Linked DNA regions of Mus musculus: all the other regions are linked to region 3. A link is a contact called in public promoter capture Hi-C data. All regions are on one chromosome and are shown on one strand. The core of a region is the stretch at or near the end of the contact, and the rest is flanking DNA. Distances in the headings are between cores, read along the strand shown.

Region 1 (4,305 bases), core at 1,602-4,101, 1.1 Mb after region 3:
CCAACACCTGGGAGACTAACAAAGAAAGACAGAAAAGCTTCCAGGACAAGGTCAGTCTGGGCACAAAGTGAATCTGAGTGAGAACGGGGAAGGGGGGGATAGGAAGGGGAGGGAAAAGGTAGGAGGGGGAGGAGGTGTTGGGAGGAGAAGATGCAGAACCACTTCTGACCAAACCCAACCACACCTGGCTTAAAGGGAGAGAGAGGGGCAAAACAACCCTGTAAATTCAAGAGGCAAAGGGGGTCAGAATTGTAGAAGGCCAGTGTTGAACAGAGACATAGCCTCGAATGTCTGCTCATTGGTAAAGGGATGACCTCAGTTCCAAATGATCGATTCAGCATGAAAGTAGAGTCAGTATTCAACAAGTTGAATGCTGTGTGTGTGTGTGTGTGTGTGTGAGAGAGAGAGAGAGAGAGAGAGAGAGAGAGAGAGAGACAGAGAGAGAGACAGAGAGAGAGACAGAGAGAGAAAGACAGAGAGACAGACAGACAGAGACAGACAGACAGACAGACAGACAGACAGACAGACAGACAGACAGAGACAGAGACAGAGACAGAGACAGAGACAGAGGGGAGAGAGAAATTCACAAACTATTTATGGCATTCTAAGGGTTAAACAAGGCCACATCTTTAGAGATTCAATTTAAAACCTATCTTTCCCCCTCTCCCATTTTGCATCAGAGCCTCTCTGGAACAAAGCAGGCACTCTCCTGAGCTACATTCCTCAGTCCACAGTCCATCTTGTAGGCACAAACCCTAGAGATAAGAGAGGCCACCAAGTCTCTGATATTTGATTAGGTACCCCTGGTTAAAATCATGGCTCTTGAGCTAGAATCAAGAACCCAGGTAAGGAGTCTCTTGGAGTCCTTCTTGTGCCTCCTCAGATGTTAAAAAGGGCAACCTCAGGCAGGATCCCAGAGGCACCCCATCTGGAACCACCGCTTTCAAAGAGAGAGGAGGCCCAGGGGAAACCACAGTTGCTTTTCTAGGGGGATGCGCCATCTGCAGATGGCAGCCACCTGCAAAGCAGGGGAAAGAGGCAGACCCTCCTACTGGGAGGTAAGGGAGAGCAATGAGCAAGAAAGGGCTGGAATTAGGAAGAAAGAGGTTCCCTCCACACACAAGAGTCCTTGAAGACATTTCATTTCTTAAGCAGGGCTGGCAGTCCTGAGAGAATGCTCAGATAGCAGCGGGATGGATGCACTTTTTGACTTTTAGGGCCTTCCAGGAGCTCCACTGGCCTTTCCTGGATGGTGCATCTCTGGCCCAAATACACACCCCTTAAAAGGACCCTTTGGTGGTGAAGGATTCCTAGCCTGGGAGGTCACTCTGACAGGCAGGATTACTTCACTCTGCCTAACTCGGCCACGTCTTTGAAGTCTGTATTACTCTCTCTTCCCACCATCGGCATCCACAGCGCCACAAAGCCTACCTTGACACTGGAATCCCTGCTTCCCGAAGCCCCTGTAAAAGCACAAGAGGGAGTATCAGTCTGAGGGGTCCAGTTACCAGCTAGTTTCACACAGTCGCCCTCTCCCTTCCCACTGTCCCTCTACCCCAGGGGCAACCTCCTAGCTACAGCCTGGTCTCCAAGGTGTCTTCCACCTTGGATGGGATTGGGAGGTACACTACCGGAGCTTGGCAGTAACCCCCACCTCACATCTCCCCTGCAGTACAGAGGCGACCACGACCACCAGGTGGCAGGATGCGAGGGTGCATTTCCGCCCGGGTGGGGGCGGAAGGCGGGCTGGATATTTGCCCAAGGAGATGCCGGGAGTACCCTCAAGGAAAGAGAAAAGGACCTGTCTAGGGGGAGGATGATAGGGACTTCACCACGGTGGTAACACCTGAGGGGCTAGGGGGCGGGGGGAAGGTCCCCCCATGCTTGGAGGGGCAGAGGGAAGAAAGGGGCCCTGCAGCGACTTGAGGGTGAGAACCAAGGAATGAAAGGGGTGCTCAAGACTCTGGAGGCGAAGTAAGAGATAACCCAGGGCACTGCTCTAGGGACGCAGAGGGAAGGATGCTCCACGCCCCGGGGAAGTAGAGGACACCCCAGAGAGCTGCCCCGGAAAGGAGGGGTGAGGGTGAGAGCTCCTCGAGCCCGGAAGGAGGCAGAAAGATCGGGAACCTCAGGCGAGAAAGACACCCGCGGAGCTGCCCTGCCGAGGAGGGACAGCCACACTGAGCCCTGAGCCAGGTGTCGAAAAGGCGCCTGCAGCGCTGTCCCTAGGCGCTCGGGCGACAGAGTGCAAGAGGGCAGAAGGCGCCTGGCGGCCAGCCGTCTGGGAGCAGAGAACCCAGCACCTGAGGGACTGGCCATCCGGGAGCGCAGGGCATAAGGGTCCAGCGGGATGGGGGTGATCACACGGCTCCTCCCCCCGGGGGCAACAACAGGGGTCCCCATGCGTGTCGCTGCCCTCTAGGGCCCCAGGCAGGTGGCCCGCGCGGCGCACTCTCACCAGATGAAGTCGGTGCAGTGGCTGCAGAAGGTGGGCTGCTTGAAGAAGCGGGCGGTGAATTTGTGGTTCTTCACCTCGTGCACGTTCTTCTGCCGGAGGGCGCCTTTGCGGGCGAAGCGCACTGTGCTCTCCTCGCCCTCGCTCGGCGGCGGCCCCGCAGCCGGGTCAGCCATCTTGCGCGCGCGGGGACTGGGGGGAGCCCCGAGAGGTGGCGGCCCCGGGGCGGCGGGACCGCGGGGCTGCAAGCCCGGAAAGGCGCGGGACTAGGCGGCCGCTGCTGCCGCCCGGGGACCGCAGGGCCGCGCTGCCCCTTCGCGCCGGCTCTGGCGGCGGCCGCGCGCGCGTAGCTGGGCTGTCACTCGCCCAGCTGCTGCCGCTGGTCCAGCTGTGCTTGGCACCGCTGGCCCCAGCTGCGGGGGAGGGAGGCGGAGCCCCAGTGTAACCCCGCCTCCCTCATTTGCATGAAACCCAGGCCCCGCCCAGAGCCGCCAGCTGCTTTACATATCGGCACCACCAGTACCACCAGCAGAGACACACACAGACACACACACACACATACACGTACACCGCAACCCGCAGGCCTCCCAGCCAAGTGTTCTTAGCCGCAGCGCTGCGGCGCGAGGACCGCAGTCTGCGCTGGACAGATCTGAGCCGCGCCCCTGGCACCCTGTCCTAGGCCCTGGGGTGCGTTAAGATGAGCACCTCGGTTGATCCAGCAATGACCAAACGCCTAAGGACCCAAGGGGCTCAAGGAGATGAGGGTTGAACAGGCTGGAAGCAGCCAGTTTCACCTTGGCCTCTGCAGAGACTGGTACCCAGCACCCTCCATCCATCATCCCATTGGTCATTCGGCATGCGTCTCCTGGAGGGATGGGCTTTCATTGTCACTCATCCGGAAAGGCCTGTGGCCACACACACACACACACACACACACCAAGGTCTGCAGAGGTAGGGGAGGACTATACATATATGCATATGTATATATGTATATATCCACCACAAAGACTTGTCTCCACTTGCTCGAACACTTAGAACTCTCTCCACAAAAAGACAGTTTCCCCAACCCCAAAATGGCTGGGCTAATGATGACAGGAGACAAATTTAATAAATGAGCGTTTCCCTACATTTCATTCACTTTTGTCCCTTCTGGTCATACTTGTGCAGTCTGTTAAAACAAAAGTCTATGTGATTGGAAATACCTAGGTTTGTGTGGGTTAAGATCTCCCCAGGTGCTGTCCTCACACCTGGGGCCTTCTTGTATTTGTTAGGAGAGATTTCAAATGTTCAGGGAACATTAATATCCAACGCCATACTCCCCTTGATGCCACTTGAAGGATGGGAAGATAACCAATGATACGACATTGCATGTTATATAAGGCACTGCATCTAAATCTCCCTCTGGTGTGATGCTCTACAGCCTGGGGATGAAAAATGGCATCTGACCGAACTCTTCCACACGTCCCCGGCATTGTTAATGACACCTTCATGTCTCCTGGTGTTGAGTTTAGCATCTGACAGCTCCTACAAGCCCAGTGAGCACTGCTTGAGTAAGTAACAGAATGGAAGAAGGTTACCTGTACCATGCATGACCTGTAAATGTGCAAAAATTAAAACTAAACATACAGGGTGTCAGGGAGGCTTGTGCACTGTCTCATTCGGTCACAACCATAACCTGTATAGACCAGGTAAGTTCTGTGAATAAGCAAAATTAGATGGAAGTGAGTAAGGGGTACACAGTCTCGGGGTTGTACAATGGAGGCTGTCCAGACTACAAAGTGCACTGGTGACAAAGGGTTGGGCCTCTGTAGTGGCAGAGCCTGGATACCACTCTGACAATTCCTACTGGG
Region 2 (4,349 bases), core at 856-3,355, 1.2 Mb after region 3:
GAAATCAAATTTCAAACCCAGTTACAGCCACAGACATTTATCTGCTACACTCTACTGCCCCCTGCTGTAAGTAAATGATGTTACATCCTTGACCTACAGAGTACACACACGCAGTTGTAAAGGTCAGATAAGATAAATTCCAGGGCAAAGGGTTTTTTTCCTAAGGAACTACTTAGAACCTCTCTGCAGAGGGGTTGGCGGGTGAAAGAAAAAAAGGAGAGAACACATGAGTCAAGGGTAACGCTACATATTTCTAGCATATCAGATTCAAGGAAAAACAAAAACAAAACAGGAACCATTCAGAGCTAGCTGTAAGGTGCTGTGGTGGCAGGTGCTTTTAATCCCAGCTCTTGGGAGGCAGAGGCAGGTGGATCTCTGTGAGCTCGAGGCCAGCCTGGTCTACAAAGCAAGTCAAGGACACCCAGGGCTATTACACAAAGAAACCCTGCCTCACAAAACAAAACAAAAGCAAAACAAAAACAAAAACAAAAAAAAATGAGAGGGGCCTCAGCTGTTAAGGTCACTTGTTGGCTCACAACCATCTATAACTTCCAAGGTATCTGGTGCCCTCTGTACGTACAGGCAAAATTTTCATACACATAAAAATAGTTAGCCTGTAGGCCAAACTGTGAACTTGAGTCCTGGGCATGCCATAGGCCTCTCCCAGGAGTGTACTGAGAGAAAGTGGTTTCCTGGAACACAACAGGCCGCCACCCTTCTTCCTAGTAACCCAGAACTTGAAGTGCAGCCTCTTGTCAGGCATTTTAGCAAGGAAAGCTTGCTGTCAGAAGTGCTCTTGCAGCTGGGCGTGGTGGCGCGAGCCTTTAATCCCAGCACTCGGGAGGCAGAGGCTGGCAGATTTCTGAGGTCAGCCTGGTTTACAAAGTGAGTTCCAGGACAGCCAGGGCTACCCAGAGAAACCCTGTCTCGAAAAACAAAACAAAAAAGAAGTGTTCTTGCTCAACTCCAAAGAGTCCTGGATCACCGGATCTACGACACCTACAGGCCTTTCAGACCTTGACTGTTGCCTGCTGTGTCCACACACTAAGGGGTCAGCTCATTTGTTCTGTTTAGGATACACTGTAACACATGGCTAAGAGTTCACCTGTGTCAAATACTGCTTATGATGATGCCTGTCAAAAACAGGAACCCATCCAACAACGAGCCCAGGACAACCCCAGAGCATCATGCTACTTAGTCCTACAGAGAGACTGAAAAGAGGTGGTGGGGGGAATAAGACATATCCGGGGGTCTTCTCGTTGAGAAGAACTTAAGAGTGTGATAGCTCACAGTTAACCCCAGTACTTTAAGAGGATGAGGCAGCTTGAGTTACATAGTGAGACCTTGTTTCAAAAAAGTATGGGGGAATGGGGTACACTAAGTTTCCAGTCTTGGCTCTATAGTTTTGCTTCCAATTAATGTGTGGACTCTTATCTCTAGTACTCAGTTTTGGCACAGGCCTGGTACTTGGTATTATTATTATTAATTATTATTATTATTTATTGTCACCAGCATTGTTATTGTTGTGTTATTAGACAGAGTTTCTCTGTGTAGACCTGGCTGTCCTGGAACTTGCTCTGTAGACCAAGCTGACCTCCTAAGTGCTGGGATTAAAGGCGTGTGCCACTACATTCTGCCAGTTGTCAATATTTTTTATTTTGTCTGTTTGTTTTATTTTTTTTCCCCCTCTGAGGCAAGGTCTTGTTAAGGAACCCAGCCTGGTCTCCAACTCTGATACCTGAACCTGAGCCAGAAGGCTGGGGCTGTTGGAAAGTGCCACCATGCCCTGATAGTCACAATTACCAGTCACTCATAAAAAATGTATGAAAATGTGGCAGTTGGCTCTAGGCACAGGATCTACTGCACCACTGAAATATAAACAGAAAAAGTTCCCAGGCATCCCCACAAAAAAATACAACATGATCCCACAGCCTCCCACGTGCCTTGGGATCACTACCTCCAAGTCCTGTCCCTCCCTTCCTTCTCACTCCATGTCCAGGATAACCAATCTTTCTTAATCATCAGCAGCAGAGAGTCCTTAAGTCTTTCCTTCAAAAGGAATGATAAGCCTGCAGTTTGGCATGTTACCACTAGAGGCCTCCCTTGAGGCAAGATCACTAAGCTAGGTTGGAGTACTAGTCACCCACCCAACAAACGACTAGCTTTGATTAGGTGAGTAAATTACTTAATGTCTCTGAAACATGGTTTGTTCGTCTGTAGATTGAGGACGATAGAACTTCTCCTGTAAGTTAGTTAACTTATTAAGAACATAAGTCTGTGAAGAAGATGCAGAATACTTTTTCAACAATGACTGTTTTTATATGCAGAAGGTTAAAAAAAAAAAAAGACTCATAGTCTGTGACCAATGGCGCTCTGGAGGGTGTTAGTGCAGGACTGGCGGGTGTTGAAGCCTAAGAGAATGTGCTGGTTCGTTTATTAACGTGACACAAACTAGAACGGCCTGGGAAGCAGGAGCTTCACCTGAGGAATTGCCTCCATCCGGTTGGCCTGGAGGCAAGCCTGTGGGTGCTGTTTTTCTTGATTAATGATTAATATGAGAGGGCCCAGTACACTGTGGGTGGCACCACCTCTGGGTTGATGGTTCTGGATTGTGTAAGAAAGCAAATCGGTGAGCAGCATCTCTTCCTGGCTTCTGCTTCCGGTCCTGGCTTCTGCTTCCGGTCCTGGCTTCTGCTTCCGGTCCTGCCTCCAGCTTCCTGCCCAAGCCTCCCTTGATGACCTATAGCCTGTAAGGCCAAATAAGCCCTTTCTTCCCCAAGTTGCTTTTGGCCTTGCCGCTTACCACAGCAACAGAAACCAAACTAGGACACTATATTTCTCTATTTTGTTGCTGTTGTTACTAAAACACCTAAGGCTGGCTGGACAAAACAAAAACAAAAAAGAAAAACAGGTATAGGACCAGTAACACAGCAGAAGACCTGATGACCTAAGTTCAATATTCAGGACCTACCTGGTGAAACGAGAAAAGCGACTCTTACAAATTGTCCTCTGACCTCCACACGTGTGCACATAGGTGTGCCATGGCACATAGGACCACACACATACAAGTAAACAAGTAAATGTGATTATAAACTTTTTTTAAAGGGGGTGTTTATTTAACTCACAGTATTGGAGGCCACACAATATGAGGCTCTATCAGGAATCTACAATAAATGGTAGGGTGTAGCCAAGAGAAAAGATCACATCTCAAAACACAAAGCCAGATGCTGGAGTCCCACAACCCCTTCCTGGTCCTCTCTTCCTAATGACCTAAAGACTTTCCACTTGGCCCCACCTCTTAAAGGTCCATTACTCCTAACATCATCATCCTGGCCACTAAGTCTTTAAAACATGAACTCTGGGTTAACAGACCTCCAGACCATAATACTGGACATTAACAGTGTCAGCAAACAGCTCCTTCATTTGTCAGGAGCAAGACGCACATCAATGCCACGTAAATGCTTACTTTTATGTAGATTGGAAAGATGCATAAGGAAAGGATCTTCTATTGTTGATTGCTAACTTGATTGGTTGGGTTGTTTTTTGAGACAGTGTTGCAAGACATTTGATCATACCGTAAACCCCAGGATGGTATTCTGGTGTGGCTCATCCCTTATCACACACCTTTAATTCCTCTGGCTGGAATACAGACATGCCCTTAGTACACACTGTTAATCCCAAACAATAAAGGTAAAGTTAGTTTGTAGAAGAAAGCAGCCATGTTTGAAAATGACATCTAATTGAGTGACAGACAAAGTGTCGAGTCAGAGAAAGATTTGACAGAATAGGATATGCACAACTCTCTTGAGGAGGTGAAAGGGAAGCTACTTAAGAGAGCAGTGCAGGCAGAGAAAAGAGAAATGAGAGAAAAGGAGACAGTTTTACCAGGAGAGTTTTACAGAGACAGGTTTAAGAGAGAACAAACCAGACACAGAAAAAGACAGAATGAGCTAGAGAATGAAAAGGAGCCAGAAGATTAGAACAGATTGTCAGAGTTAGTTTGAGGCCCAGCAGAGCAATTCAGGGAAAGCCTAGAGAAGTCAGATTGAATCAGTCAGCTTGGAAAGGAGTCTGAGCCCAAACAGTTGAGTTGAATCAGCCAGCCAGAGCTCAGAAGAAGCAAGTCTTAGAAGCTGAAAACATTCTAGGCCTAGATTAGATTAGACGGAGGCTAGAAGCTTCCAGGACTGGGCCTAGGTTAACAGACGGAGGCAGTAAGCTTCCAAGACAACAATTGCTTCAGGTAAATAAAAGTTACTTTTACAAAACAGGTCTCACTATGTCTCCAAGCAGGGCTTTCTTTAACTTAACAATCCTCCTGCCTCAGCCTCTCAAGTGCTGTGATGACA
Region 3 (4,302 bases), core at 1,124-3,623:
CACAAATATACATATGGCAGATGGTAGTGGCACACACCTTTAGTCCCAGCACCCAAGAGGCAGAGGCAAGCAGATCTCTGTGAATTAGAGGCCAGCTTGGTCTACAGAGCAAGTTCCAAGACAGCCAGGGCTACACAGAGAAACCCTGTGTAGAAAAACAAAACAAGGGAAAAAAAAAACTCAACAACAACAAAACAAAAAACAGAAACAACAACAACAACAAAATCCAAACCAGATTCTCAGAGACAAGGATCCAGTGCAAAAAGCTCTGAATGCAAACCACAGCCTCCACTACTCGAAAGGATCTACTGATAGTGGATAGCAGAGAGTATCACTGAATCTTCAAAGCCACTTAAGAGACCAGATCGCTGCCACCCGCCACGCCACATCTGCTTCTGTCTGTCTCTGTCTCTTTCTCACACACACACGCTTTTACTGTGTGATGTACGCGGGCGTACCTGCATGTGCAGATGTATACAGCTATGCATGCACATGCTCGGTCCTGAGATTGATAGCGGGTGTCTTCCTCTATCACTTTCCACCTTATTTTTTGAGACAGGGTTTCTCATTGAACCTGGAACTTGCCAATTTAGCTAGACCAAGTTGGTCAGGGAGCTCCAGGGAACCCCTTGTTCCCAATCCCCAGGATGGGGGTTACAGGCATATGAGCTCAGGTCACAATGGTTGCACAGCAAGCACTTTCCCAACTAAGCTCTCTCCCCAGCCCCTACTTCAGAGACAAGAAATCTAAGGCAAAAAAAAAAAAAAAAAAGTTAGGGGGCTGGGGAGATGGCTCAGTGGGTAAGAACACTTTTTGTACAAGCCTGAGGACTGAGTTGGATCCCCAGCACAATAAAAAAGAAGGGCATGGCTTTTCACGCACCTGCAACCCGTGATGGGGGCTGGGGGCAGGAAGACTGCTGAGGTCTCTAAGGTTTGCTCCTTACCTAACCAGTCTGGCTGAAAAGGTGAGAGATCTTATCTCAAGGGAACAAGGCAGAACGATAGAGCAGGATACCCAACATCCTCCTCTAGGATGCACAGGTAGTCACCCACACATGCATGCCCCCAACACACACACACATACACATTAGGAACTTGCCCAAGTTTATATAGCTTAGGCAGTCTGGCTCCAGGACTGATGCTTTAAATCCCATTGCTTAGTTTCTAAGACCCTACAAAGAGTGCAACACTTCATTCCAAAACTTGTATTCCCCACACTATAACACCTCTCTGGCCCCCAGCCCACGCCTCTCTCCAGGGCATTGTCCTAATTGTTCCAAAGCCCACACTCGTCCCTAGTTCTGAACATTGTCCTACTTCCCTGTCTCAGGCTTTTTCTTGCCAGTTTAAACATCCCTGGATAAATTTCAAACTCTAAAGACATCTCCAAGAGCCCAACACTAAAGTATGAGTTTACTGCTCCTCCCAACGAGGCTGTGAGTCTAGTATGTCAACACCATGTCTGTTTTGCTCCTTTAAGTATTTGCAATCACTGAAAGCAAACCCTACCAATTAGCTCAAAGTAAGGCACAGTGTACTGTCTCAATAGCTTTGTTGCAGGAATGAAGGACATGCAAGCTTTATGTTTTCTTGTGCACTGACAAGACCCACCACCACCACCTACTACAACTCCATAAATACTGTGACCTATGTATAGTGCTGATTCTACAAACACTGCGGGTGCTGGGACCTGCAATCTACCCCTCCCTCATAGACTTGAGCTTCAGCTGCACAATGGGGAATAATGACCAATTTCAACAGGATTGTAACCTACCAAGCAAAGTTCCTTTTCTAACCCAGCAAAGCTGTAGTTATTACTTGCAACACACCCTGTCTTTCCTGAAGGCTAAGATCTTGCAAGCTTTGTTCAGAGCCTTACTCCCAGTCGTGGTACCCCGGGTTCACACACACTCGTTAATTGTGACTTAAATGAACCTCTCCCTGCTCCGTGCACTTCCCAGGTGTGAAGCCAGGGCCGCTCCAGATGAGTGCGACAGCCCCTTCCCAGTGTCCTAGCGTATGCCTTGGTCAGTGGCCCTCTAGCCACCTAGGCTCGGGACACCAGCTCCCATCCCAAACCCAGCGCCCCCAGGCACCTCTTGCAGAGAGAAGCATCTTCGCAGGTGCCGCGCACTCCCTCGTCGTCCAAGTCACAGCTCGACGAGCAGGAAGAGAACGAGGACTCCCTCGAGCTGGAGGCCATGTGCGTGGGATGTTCTGGGGTGCGGCACCCACCAGGGACATGGAAACGGGGAAACGAGCAGTGGGGGAAAGAGGCAAGAAACAGGCACCGACTAAAGCTGCAAAGATAAGGCGCGATAGGCGGGCGCTGCTCAGTGACGCCGCCCCCGCACCGCCCACCCACCTTTCAGCTGACTGGCTCCCGGGACATGACGTTTGTCGGACCAAGTTCCTCGTCCAGTCAGACCATTGGAGGATTCTTTAGGCTCCGCCCGCACAACCCGGAAGTTTCTAGAGAGCCCGGACATGCTGGTGGCGCCGCAATCCTTTTTGGGAAATGTAGTCTTAGTGGCTTCTTGTCGCTCAGTAACTTACAAACACAGTCAATTCAGGGCTGAAGGGCAGAGAGTCCACCCAAAAGAAGCAAGTTTAATGTATTAACTTTCTGTCTCCATTTAGATCATTCAACACTGTAACAAACTTCTAGTCGGGGAGTCAACACTGTGTCAGGTCCTGTGCTAATCAATGCCTTTGAGATGTTAGGAAGTGACTAGGAACATAGCTCAGAGCGCTCGCCTGGGAGTAGGGTTCTCAGAAAGAAAAGGGGGAAAAAGTTGTGAAAGAGAGAGTTGTGAAGAACAAAATGGAAAACTTTGTAACCATGAGAGTAAATTGGGGATGGGGCTACAAAATTTCTTGAACTCTGTTTCAGAATCAACAGATGTAATCAAAATAGTCTGCGGGACTGAGGAACAAGTGAATAGAAATCAAGGTTTAGGTGACATGAATGGGGAAGGTGGGGGAAGAGAAACCAGTGAAAGGACAGAGGGAGGACAGTTTCTCAAATGAGTAAATATGTTTCATAATTGTGCGTGTGCAGTGTACTTTACAGGTATTCCATAATGGATCACTATAAAACTCTAAATAAAATTGAAGGGTTATTTTCTATTTTGTTTGTTGTTTGGGAGAGAGGAAGGGATAAGCTCTAGCTTTAAGAAGTCTAAATCATACCCATAAAAATTCTGTGGCGATAGGGCAGTGATAAACACTTGCCCACCCTTTCCAGGGTTTTTGGATCTGAGCTCAGAAACACACACACACACACACACACACACACACAGAGAGAGAGAGAGAGAGAGAGAGAGAGAGAGAGAGAGAGGAAGAGAGAGAGAGAATGTTTGGGAAGCGAGAGCAATAGGATCCTTTGAGCCTAGTGTTGGAGGTCAGCCTGGATAATATAGCAAGACTATATTTCAAATTAAAAAAAGAAAAACTAGATGAGTTCTCCTATAATGAAGCCTGGCCTTTAACTCACTGTGTAGCCAAAAATGACCTTGAACTTCTAATTCAATGACCTTGAACTTCTGGTGCCTACACGTCTCCAGTGCTGGGATTGTAGGTATGTGTAACCACATGTAATTTGTACACTATTGAGGCTCAAACCCTGAGTTTAGTGCAATCTAGAAAATATTCTACCAACTGAGCTACATACTGACTCAATTCCTTAAAAAAGAAAACAGCAAATCAACCTATATATGTTCATATATTTTGTTTTATTTATTATTCACTGGAGACACAAGTAACCACTGATACTTCAGGGAGAGATGGCGAAAGGAATAACTGGAGTTCTGAAGTGTCGTTGAAGCTAATCTTGAGGGGTTATGATAAATTACCCTGACAAAAGCAACTTAAAGGGCAATATACTTTATTTTGGCTTGCAGTTTATTTTAGTTATTTTTCTATTGTTGTGAAAAGATACCATAACCAAGGCAGCTTATATAAGAAATCATTTAATCAGGGGCTTGCTTACATTTTCAGAGGGCCACTTCATGACTATCATAATGGTGAACAGGGCAGCATGTAAGCAGGCTTGGATAATATAGCCTGAGAGTTGGGGGTGGATGGAGGAGAAGGGATGGAGGGAAAGAGAGTGAATGACAGAGAAGGGGGAGGGAGAGAGGGAGGGAAGAGGAAGAGGAAGAGGAGGGAGAGGAAGTGATAGAGAGAGGGGGGGGGGTTTAAAACCCAAAGCCCACCCCCAGTGACACAGTGTCTTCAACAAGGCCACACCTCTTAATCCTTCCCAGAACTGTTCTATCAATTATAGGCCGAGCATTC

What was found. Promoter capture Hi-C pulls out the DNA fragments that hold promoters and counts their contacts. Capture Hi-C pulls out chosen DNA fragments and counts their contacts.
Region 1: a promoter capture Hi-C map of liver shows a contact between it and region 3, with 2.5 times the contacts expected there. The contact joins the promoter of Prkcb here to the promoter of Lcmt1 in region 3. A contact is called at or near these places in 1 of 39 promoter capture datasets (pre-B cells), 1 of 115 datasets of contacts at active chromatin or transcription factors (embryonic forebrain) and 1 of 9 other capture datasets (liver).
Region 2: a promoter capture Hi-C map of liver shows a contact between it and region 3, with 2.7 times the contacts expected there. The contact joins the enhancer-like site here to the promoter of Lcmt1 in region 3. A contact is called at or near these places in 6 of 39 promoter capture datasets (3T3-L1-derived adipocytes, the C10 cell line, cranial neural crest and 3 more), 1 of 115 datasets of contacts at active chromatin or transcription factors (astrocytes) and 2 of 9 other capture datasets (adipose tissue and liver).

Annotation. Positions count from the first base shown.
Region 1 is chr7:122,287,671-122,291,975 of GRCm38.p6, reverse strand. It overlaps Prkcb (protein kinase C, beta), which reads right to left and starts at 2,851. Exons shown (of 17, transcript NM_008855.2): 1 at 2,459-2,851; 2 at 1,432-1,463. The coding sequence starts at 2,631. It overlaps Gm51497 (a long non-coding RNA gene), which reads left to right. Exons shown (of 3, transcript XR_003946872.1): 3 at 1-1,340.
Region 2 is chr7:122,195,242-122,199,590 of GRCm38.p6, reverse strand. No RefSeq gene overlaps it. Among named protein-coding and RNA genes, the nearest start is that of Ern2, 11 kb to the right of the region's middle. Within about 2 kb of position 2,105, at least 11 of the 459 cell types and tissues checked have an H3K27ac peak or open chromatin away from gene starts, as enhancers often do. A contact at or near this core is called in liver, where this site is marked.
Region 3 is chr7:123,376,053-123,380,354 of GRCm38.p6, reverse strand. Lcmt1 (leucine carboxyl methyltransferase 1) reads right to left here and starts at 2,373. Exons shown (of 11, transcript NM_025304.3): 1 at 2,100-2,373. The coding sequence starts at 2,206.